Regions from separate parts of the Sus scrofa genome. Here regions 1 and 3 are each linked to region 2. Evidence: chromatin contacts called from public Hi-C data. All regions are on one chromosome and are shown on one strand. The core of a region is the stretch at or near the end of the contact, and the rest is flanking DNA. Distances in the headings are between cores, read along the strand shown. Region 1 holds the start of ZNF451 (E3 SUMO-protein ligase ZNF451). Region 2 holds the start of PRIM2 (primase (DNA) subunit 2). Region 3 holds the start of BAG2 (BAG family molecular chaperone regulator 2).

What was found. A called contact is a pair of places that touch in the nucleus more often than the background predicts.
Region 1: a Hi-C map of skeletal muscle shows a contact between it and region 2, with 2.9 times the contacts expected there. The contact joins the promoter of ZNF451 here to the promoter of PRIM2 in region 2. A contact is called at or near these places in 12 of 47 Hi-C or Micro-C datasets (alveolar macrophages, embryonic fibroblasts, fetal heart ventricle and 5 more) and 2 of 2 datasets of contacts at active chromatin or transcription factors (alveolar macrophages and skeletal muscle).
Region 3: a Hi-C map of skeletal muscle shows a contact between it and region 2, with 8 times the contacts expected there. The contact joins the promoter of BAG2 here to the promoter of PRIM2 in region 2. A contact is called at or near these places in 8 of 47 Hi-C or Micro-C datasets (adipocytes, alveolar macrophages, embryonic fibroblasts and 4 more) and 1 of 2 datasets of contacts at active chromatin or transcription factors (skeletal muscle).

Annotation. Positions count from the first base shown.
Region 1 is chr7:28,763,576-28,766,819 of Sscrofa11.1, forward strand. ZNF451 (E3 SUMO-protein ligase ZNF451) reads right to left here and starts at 1,914. Exons shown (of 15, transcript XM_001924600.5): 1 at 1,666-1,914; 2 at 1,189-1,272. The coding sequence starts at 1,686. It overlaps LOC100522935 (a long non-coding RNA gene), which reads left to right and starts at 1,972. Exons shown (of 2, transcript XR_304390.3): 1 at 1,972-2,075; 2 at 2,172-2,676.
Region 2 is chr7:28,547,887-28,551,103 of Sscrofa11.1, forward strand. PRIM2 (primase (DNA) subunit 2) reads right to left here and starts at 1,835. Exons shown (of 14, transcript NM_001244164.1): 1 at 1,764-1,835; 2 at 766-927. The coding sequence starts at 919.
Region 3 is chr7:28,678,330-28,681,901 of Sscrofa11.1, forward strand. BAG2 (BAG family molecular chaperone regulator 2) reads right to left here and starts at 2,168. Exons shown (of 3, transcript XM_003128336.4): 1 at 1,740-2,168. The coding sequence starts at 1,852.

The DNA.
Region 1 (3,244 bases), core at 664-3,163, 220 kb after region 2:
CACTTCAGTTCACAGTGAAGGAAGGGGCAGGATACATTTTTCTACCCTCATCCCCCAAGCCTTAAAGTTTAAAATAAAAAGGACAGAGCACCAAATGTAGAGGTAAAGATGAACAAAGCCAAGAAGTGATTTTGTGAAGGACTCCCAAACAAACCCACAAAAACACAACAATGGATCATCACACTGGCCTGACTTTGTGGTACATAGAGGACATTGCCTAATAATCAGTTTTTCAAAACCGTCCAAACCCAGCAAACACAGGTGCACCTCAGACAGTATATTAAAGAAAGATTATACACCTTTAACAGCAAACCTCAACTAACTACAGTTCATTCAAAACGAGCAGTTTACAGTAGAAAACTGCTTTAGCAAACTAAGACACTAGTTTAAGCAGAGGCTTTGTAAAACAGTTCGGGGTGGAAATTATCCCAAAATCTATCCTAGCACCCCCTTCCGTTTTTGGAACCAATCTTTACAAAGTGTGTTCAGAGAGTCATAGACCCCTGCCTCTGTGCCTAAAGGAAGATTCCTAGGCCCTCCCCTCTCCAAATTGATTCCACAGATCTGGACTGGGGTCCAGGAATCTATAAGTGTCCACTTGCTAATGCTTGAAAGGTACTGTGCTGCTGCTGAAGAGAATAAACACACAGACAGGGACCCTGTGCTCCTGCTGATGCAGGCGTTGCATTGTGAACATCACCTGCTGCTCTGTGCTGTAGCAGGATGATCTCAGAGCCTGGGGGGTCTTCAAGCTATCTGCCTGTGCACTAGGGATACACCCAGGCTCCGAGTCCCAGTTCCTGCAGCCTTTCTTGTTTTCCACTTCCTTCACCATCACCAGGGGTCCTTCTCCCTAACCTGTGTGGCACCTTTTAGAAGCTGCTCTTGTCCCGTTTCTAAACACAGCCTTAGGAAACCAGAACCTGGCACACCTTAAGTATCAAACGGTTCCAAGCGAAGGGGGAGAAGCGTGACTCAGGGTACAACAGGAACTGCAGGCCACAGTCTTTCTGGTGGCTGCTCAGAGACTCTGTGGGTATATTCCCTAATCCTGGGCCATGCCCCAAGGTGTCCAGTCCCCATCAGACAGTCACACGTGCCTTGTGAACGATGCACCGACAGGTGAGGGTTAATCACATCAGGGTTCAGCGTGCTGACTCGGAAAACCCGACCGTCGTGGCTACTTACACTGACAAACTGAATGTCATCTTCATTTTCCTCCGGGGTGGACTCGGACGCCTCAGGCCCAGCTGGAGGGACAGATTCTATCATCTATAAAAAGAAGCCAAGACACGCTGACCGACACAGCCACACACTTGCAAGAGATTTTTCCAAAAGGCACAAACTAGGGAAGGTCTCGAGAGGCCCGGCCGACCCTCCGCATCTCCGTCTCGGCGAGAAAGGGCGCGCTCGCTCCACCGCAGACTGCTGGCCTCGGCACCCACGCCGCGCCCACGGGCGGGGAGCGCCCCCGAGCCGGGCCGGGCCGGGCCGGGTCGGGCGGCCATTGTGGCTGCCAGGCCCTCGCCCCAGGTGTCTCACCCCACGTCCGTCGCCCCCTCGCTCCTCGCCCCAGACTCCCCACCACAGGCACCGCGCCTCTCACTCCAGGCCTGCCGCCCCAGGTCTGCCCGTGCACCGCCCCAGGCCGAGCCCGCTACTCACCTCCGACCCTGGGTCTCCCATCTCCCCAAAGGCCCGCCGGACAAAACCAGCGCCGCTGCCGTCCCCGCCACCTCCCCGCCCGCCGTGACCCGCCCCCACGTGCGCGCCAAGCAGCGGACGTTGCCGAGCCGCCGACGCCGCGGGCGGGAAGCGAGGTAGACCGCTTCCCCAAGAGGAGCGGCCTTCTGGGCCCGCAGCGCCGGGGCCGGCCTCACACAATCCCGTCCGCCCGCCTCCGCCGCGCGGGCCGCTGGGAACTGTAGTTCTGGCTGCACAGAGACTGGCTGTTAGCGGACCGAGAGTAAAAGGGCCGGGGGCGCGGCGCGTGCGCGCCTCGGAGTGACGTCACTGTCGCTCGCCGAGCGGTGGGCGGGCTGGGGACTAGAATGGAAGGAGATTTTGGAGATGAGGTTCGTGTGGCTATGGAAGCGAAGCTCACTGATTTGTTTGAGCCCAGAAAGCAGGTGGTGCGAACTAATTGATCAGTTCTCCTTTTTCTCTTTAAGGTTTGGAAGTATGGGTGCTTGGCTGGATTCTAAGATCAGCACGGATCTGAGGCGGCCTCACGCTGCTCATCTGTTCTCCATCTTTAGTCTCCGCCATTCAGAGCCTGTGTTCATGCACCTGAGGAAGAAACCCGGAACCCAGAGCTCTGGTCTCCATATGGAAAGCTGGCGAGGCCACGGAGTCCTGGCCCAGTAGGACAGGGAACCGAGACATCTCTAACTATCACTGAACCCTACCTTCTAAAGATGTTCTCAGATGGATCCTTAATAAAATAGAAGAGTTCACACGCAAAAATCTATAAAATAGTTCACCCATGTTCAAATATGTGTTCTCATTTTCTTTTCACTTACTGCCTTACCAAAAAGCCTCTCTTGTGGAATTCGGTGTCACAGCGGGTTAAGGATCCAGCATTGTCACTGCTGTGGCTCAGGTTGCTGCTGTGGCACAGGTTCCATCCCTGGCCAGGCATGCCATGGGAACAGGCAGAAAAGAAAAAAAAAAAAATTTTTTTTTTGAAACCTACTAAGATTTATTATAAGAGACATGCCTATCGTTCCCATCAGGCCAGGTTTGTTTGGCTTGGTGTAGCAAATGACAAACTAGGCAAAGCTTAATGGTCTCTCCAGAGATCCAGGTTGGGTGATTTTGTTTGTTTGTTTGCCTTTTAGGGCCCAACCCGCAGCATGTGGAAGTTCCCAGGCTATGGGTGGAATCAGAGCTATAGCTGCCAGCCTAGGCCACAGCAACGCAGGATCCCAGCCTCATCTGCAACCTACACCACCACTCGTGGCAACTCCAGAACTTTAACCCACTGAGGGAGGCCAGGGATTGAACCCCACATCCTCATGGATCCTAGTCGGGTTCATTAACTGCTGAGCCGCAAAGTGAATTCCCAAGATTGGGTGATTTTTAAGGTCAGTCTCTGTGTTAGGGAACTGGTTAAATGTCAAAGAAACAGATTGGTTCAGAGTTCAAAACGGAGACTTTTAACCATGGGAAAAGGTTTTTTGTGTGACAGGAAATTTTTTTTATGCTTCACTTGGACTGTGGATCTATTATTTTGCTTTCAGTT
Region 2 (3,217 bases), core at 585-3,084:
TCCTACTTTACCATGCACCCTAAACTTGTCACTGTTCCCTCACATGTGACATTCTCTCTCATGCCTCCAAGCCTTCATACAGGCTATTATCTCAGCTTGGAAAAGCCCTTCACTTCTCTGCTGAGAAATTTCTGCTCATCCTTCAAGGTCCAGATCACATTTCAACTTCTAGTAAGAAGTCTTAGTCAGACTGCACTAATCATTCCCACTTCTATGTTTCAATGGCACTATTATTTCCCTCTACTAGAGCACTTAAAATACTAAACTATAATTATTATTATGGATGTCCATCTTCATGAACTAGAATACAGCTTCAACAAAGGTGAGAATTATATTATTCAGCTCAAAATCCCTGTCACCTAAAATATAGTGGCACTCAATAAATACACACAGTACAGTGAATAAAGAATGAACAGTAAAATCTCAATAGAAAATCCTCAATAAATGTGTCGAATGGAAATGAAATTATTCTAATTCAGTCCCACAAAGCATGAGGTTCTCAAGAATATATAAATCCAGAGTTCCCACTGTGGTACAGTGGGTTAAGAACGTGACTGTAGTGGCTCAGGTCTCTGCAGAGGTGTAGGTTCAACCCCCAGCCTGGTACAGCGAGTTAAAGAATTCAGCATTGCCACAGCTGTAGTGTAGGTCACACCTGCAACTCAGATTCAATCTCTGGCCTGGGAACTTCAATATGCCACAGGTGCAGTCATAAAATAAAAATTTTTTAAAAAGAATATATAAATTCAAACTCAAATCACTCACACTTAAGTCTCTCAAAAGCCAAGTTTTCAAACTCTGTCAAAGATATGTTTTCAGAAGGTGGTTGCAAATAAAACTGAAGGCTATGTGGATAGCAAGCATTCCTTTGGTCATCTGCCAACCTCAGTTTCCTCCGCTTTCCTCCAAAAAACTCCATCTTGGTACCTTGGAAGAAAGCAAAAAAAAAAAGTTAAAATGATTGAAAGTGGAGTTAGAAACAAAAATGCAAAAATAACTCCACATGCACAGAGGGGAAGATAGCTGAGTTGAAGCATGCGCAAAGTGTTAACAGTAGCATCCCTGAGTCACGTCTTCTGTGTGTTCCACCCTTTCCACAACACATCTGTAACACCTGTGTAAAGCCGGTGGGAAAGCGGTGTGAGCTGAGGAGACACAGGCAGTGGTCCTGACTTCCAGCAACATCAATGTCAGATGACGCTGCCTGGTCACTTAGAGGACTGTGTGCCACCACCCTTAGGTCTTTGCCGTCCCAAGAATTCATGGGAGTTGCAGTCCTGAATTGGAGGAAACCAGGGTTGATTCTGGCTACCGAGCCTCAGTGGACCGGGTCCAGCTATCCGCTTCCCACCTTAGGACCCTGGCAGACAGACAGCGATCTTTGGAGTTACGGGTGTCGGAACCCTCCTCAGCAGCCCCCCTCAGAAGCATCCTCAGTAGCCCTCCTATCAGCCCCCCTCAGCAGTATCTTCAACAGCATCCTCAGCTGCACCCCCAATCAGCGCCCCTCAGCAGCCCCCCTCAGAGCATCTTCAGCAGTCCCCCCCCCTCAGCAGCATCCCCAGGAACCCAGCGAAGACCCCGCCCCCTCCCCTTCCCCCCATCCCCGGGCGGTCAATCAGCCCCGGGGACACTGATGAGCGACCCATACCCTATACCCGCCCTCGGCGCCCGTCGCCCCAAAGCTCTCGTCCCTTTTCCAGACTAGCAAGCCTCCACACCAGGATTGCTGCCCGCCCTAAACCCGCGGTGGTGCCTCTAACCTGCAACCACAGCAAACGTGAAGCCGAACAAACCCAAACAACCGCTTTTCCCGAGTGGCGGGAGAGTTCATATGGGGCCGGAAGCGGAAGTTGCTGGGCCCCAGGCCCTCCCTCCGAGGTCCCGCCCATGCGCGGGCCTGCGCATGCTCTGTGCGGTGCTGGGTGTAGACGGGATCGTTGCAGCAGGTTAAAAACGTTTCACGTGTCTTGGGCTGTGCTCCCCGTGCGTGGAACCGCTAGCTCTAGAGAGGAGAAGCTGGGAAGCGGCCCGACCTGGAGCGGGCGAGCGCTGAGGGCGGGGCCGAGCGCGCATCCACCCGGCGGCGCGGTCCTCCTGCACCCGCCCCCTGCTTAGGGACTCTGGTCAATCTTCCAGGAACCCTGTAAGGAGGGTCGTGTGGCCCCGGTTGTACAGACGCGAAAGCAGGAACTTGCCCATCTCCGTACAACACCTAATCTTTTTTCTCATGGACGGCAGCCCCCACGCGGTCGGGTTCTATGCCCAGTGCACTCCCCACCAACGACTCGTGCACGGCGAGCGCCCCGCAGAGTGTCTGGAGTGAGCTGGATCTGAAGTGAGCTGGAATGAATGAGTGCATGCGTGCATACGGAAGTTGCTCCGGGTCTACAAATGAGGCGCAGAGGCGAGCAGGTGCAAAACCCTGAGGAGAAAGTGGATCTGCGGCTGCAAGCTGGGAGCCACACCAGCTCCGCGATGTGCTCTAGACACTTTTCCAGAGCGGGAAATAAACTTCACTTGAGGCCTCCAGGGGGCGGGCGTGTCTCGCTTACCAAAGTAGCAGTGGCAGGCTCTAGTAAAGATGGGAGGTGAGGAGCGCTCTGAAATGTTTAAAATTTTAGAAATGCCAACTGTACTGAAACAATGTCAAGCTTCAGAGCACCTATCCAGCCTCCACCAGGACTTGCTCTAAGGAACTTAACAGATCAATTCATTTTATTCCAATAACCATCTGAAGTTGGTTCTATTATTAACCCATTTGAAAGATAAGGAAACCTAGAACAGAGACGCTAAGTGACATAAAGATCACATAGTAAGTGGGAGAGCTAGATTCAAAGTCTGGGAGACACTGCAAGCACCACAGTGCTAACCACCAGGCTGTGCCAATTCCACTAACATACCATTCCTCACCTTAATTCCTTCTTGCATCAGACACATAAATAATACCACCTGGTCTGATGAAGACACCTGAAAGCATAAGGACTGCCTGAAAAAAACCTTGATCACAGACCGTAAAAACATTTATATGAATGTTATTCTGATCTCTGGATAGAGAAGGAATTTAAATATCCCATTGTGGCTCAGTGGGTTAGGATTCAACATAGTCTCCGTGAGGATGTGGGTTGGATCCCTGGCCTCTCTCAGTGGGTTAAGGATCTGTCATTGCCACAACTCGTGATGTAGGTCACAGATGCCCCTCGGATCTGGTGTTTCC
Region 3 (3,572 bases), core at 918-3,417, 130 kb after region 2:
TTGGAAAGGGGACAACACACGACATTCAGGAGCACTGGCTTCAGCAGGTCCAGCCACGGGAAGCACTGCTCTCCCCTTATTCCATCTGTGTCATTCCCAGCAGGACCCCAGAACCAGTCTGGGTTCTGGTTTCCATTACTACCCACAAAATCATGATGGTGGAGAATTTATTTTCTTTTTTTTTTTTTCATTTATAATGATATTTCTTCCATTATAGCTGGTTTACAGTGTTCCGTCAATTTTCTACTGTACAGCAAGATGACCCAATCACACATACAGGTATACATTCTGAATTTATTTTCCGAGAAGACATTGTTTCTTGCCATCATCATCAATAACAAATTTCAAATGATAAATACTAAATTTTAAAATGATTAATATAGGCCTCACTTGCTTAATGCTAATTGATAAATAATAAATGCCTCATTCAGTTAATCATGATAAATAATGAAGAAATGCCTCATTTGGTTATTAGTGTACTTTATGAGTCATAAGACCCCTCCCGTTTTGGTGTATTAATCAAGGGAGGTAAAGGCAATTCTTGAAATGTCTACCTTACCTACTCCTTTGCTCATCCAGAACCTGGTGCAAACTATGGAAAAAAATGCGGAGGTTTAAGGGAGTTGTGGGTGCCCCAGTTAAGATTTTCATAAAACTACACTTGCACACAATTTATACAGTAGCTTTTGTGACCTGAACCTTTACGAGAAGTACATCAACGTTTTCATACATTGTGGAAAGAGAAAAGTAGGTCCAAAACTTCTTGCATAGGCTTTAGGCATCCCAAGGAGCCTACCACCCCATCTGCCGCTAGGAGAGTCCCTGGCCACCCGGTTCTACAGGAACTGACAGCACAGCCTGGAAAGAATTCAGACGAGCAGGAATGAGGAGGCTCTGCGCTCTGGGAAAACTGGCGGAACAGGCCCACAGAGAGAGATTTTCAGGAAAATTTAATGAACCCAGATTCTTGCATCTTCCCACACGCAGAAAAGCACTAAAACCATTGAGGACACATCTGCTCTCCCGACCAGCAGCGACCTTCTATCAAAACGTGCGCTCGCCCATCTACCCCGCCCTCAAGTCCCCTCCGTGGGGCCGGGGCGGCGCTAGAGGCCCCCCCACACCCCCAGGTGCTCAGCACGCCCCCCAACAGCGCAGCTCGGGCCCCCTCACGCGGCTTTATTTCAAGCCACACGTTGATTCCTTATTAAAACCTGAATCAGCTAAGAGTGGAAACAGGTGACCCCTGTGGTTTCGGGCCAGCAAACTGCACTTGGAAGGTGGGAGCGGCTCTTGGTGGGGGGAGCCCGGCGCCGGGAAAAACGCAGAGGGGACCGGGCGGGCGCCCCACAAGTGCCCTCGCCCCGCCCCGCCTTGGGATCCGATGGGGCCCCGAAGCTTTATTCTGAGATATTGCTCTTAAGTGTTGGAAGCAAAAGAATGGATCACTGACCTTGGGACCATTAGACCGCCACCCGTTCAGAAAGAGCATCTCAGGGAGACCCGACCGAACCCCTGGCGTGCAGAAGGTTCTGGAAGCTCCGCGGACCCGCGGTGTCAGCCCAGCCCCAACCGCCAGCGGCGTCCCTACCCTTCACCTCCTCGGCTTCCCCCGCTCCCGCGCAGGCAAGAGCGCGGCCGCCGGGACGCGGGGCCAAGGGACCGCCGGACGGACAGGCTAGCGAGTGCCCCAGGGCCGGGGTCCGACCGCGCCCGGATCCGCCCGCCGCCCCGCACACCTGAGCTCCAGCTGGTCCAGGCTCTCCAGCAGGCGGCTGGAGCGGTCGGCCATGGACGAGGAGCGGCAGAAGCGGCCCTCGTTGGCCTTGGCGCTGATCCTCGCCTGAGCCATCTGCGCCCGGAGGCCCGAGGTCACCGCCGTCACCGCGCCGCACGCCTCTCTCTGACGCGCCGCCCGCGCCCGGGCTGGGGATCCGCGGTCTGGGTGGGGACTGGGGGCCAGGGGACTGGGGGTCGGGGGGCGCGGGTGGTCGAGCAAGGACTGGGGTCCGGACGACTGGGGGCCAGGGAACCGGGGCTCCAGACGCCAGGGGAACCCAGGGGCGCGGGGCGCTGGCTGACCGCGCGCGGGCGGTAGGAGGAAGCCGGGCGGCCTGCGGGGCGGCTCACGTGGCGTCGGGCCCGCTCTTCGCCTGGAACACCGCCCCCAGGGCGGAGCCCGCGCCCCCGGCCCGGCCCGGCCCAGCCCAGCCCGCCCTCCCGCCTCCCGCGCGCAGAGCCGGGCCGCCGGGGCCGTGTCGCCCGACCTGCCTGGCCACCAGGCCCTCTCCGGAGATGAGAACGAGGCTAATAGAGCGCGCGAGAAAAGGCGCCCCTCTTACCACCCAGCGGGACGTAGGAAGGTGAACTTCCTTTATTTTCAATGACTTTCTTCTGTTCAAAAGTTATTTGCTGGAATTTAAGTGAAATGGTTAAGACCCTTTCACACCCAACTTATTTAAATCTCCTGTTAGGAAAAGATGCCGTAGGCCACGAGGTCAGACACCATGAAGGTCAGTACAAGTGGAGTGAATGTTGTGGGGAGCTCGCTGCTTCACGCTGCAAGAATGAGAAGGTACAGGGCACTTCAAGTGGAGATAATAACACTTTAAAGCTGGATCACAACCTTTAATCTGAGATCAAAGCCATGTAAATAAGTGAACAGAGATGAAGCCCTTAAGGCTGGATGGCAATTTTTCTGAACTTAGACTCCATGTCGATGAATTGTTGCTGGAGGGGAATATTTGACATCATTAAGTATATTCTCTCATATCATGACACGAACAAAGAATCCTTCCACTTTTGGAGAATGGAAGTCTATCAGGTGACTTCAGCATCACCCTGGACTCTCATGCCAGAGACCCAGTCCCCTCCCCTTCAGGGTGCACCCAGCCTGCCTTCCCTCCTGGACCAGTGGCCTGCCCTCCCACTTGCACCCCTGCTTCTGCTCTCAGCTGTTTGCACTCAACACAGCCCCACAGCAGTCCAAGTACAGCAGGTCACACCACTTACTCTCAGAAACCTTCAGGGCTCCTCCTTTCCAGGGTCTTCAGAAAAGGTCTCTAAGGATGCCACCTTGCATTGCCCTCTGAGCTCATCCTGCTCTTCTAGACCTTTTCACCCTCTTCCTAGAGCTCGCCCACCTTCAGGTCTCCTGAGCTTCACCTGGTCAGGGTCCTTCCCGACCACCCTGTTGGAAATAACTGCCTCCCCCTGCCCAGCCCCATGCTCTCCCCCCTTCCCTGTTTCACTATCTTATCATTCGAGGTTCTATCCAACCCCCTCCCCGAGTGCTCCAGAGTGGGGGCTTTGTGTGTGTGTGTGTTGGGGGGGGATCTCAAGTGCCGAGAACAGTGGCGAACACATGGTAAGTAGCCAAGAATACTTTGTGAGTGGGTGAACAAATAAATGATTTGAAAGAAATTGAAAAGAAAAAAATGATGCTCTTTAAATTGAGCCCCAGCCTGCTGAGTATCAGAGCTGCACTTGCCAAGGGAGCCCAGAACAAACCCGTGTCTTGTTCCCCAGCGATGTCAGAGAGGAGAGCCAGGCCAGCAGGCGGGTAAGAAATA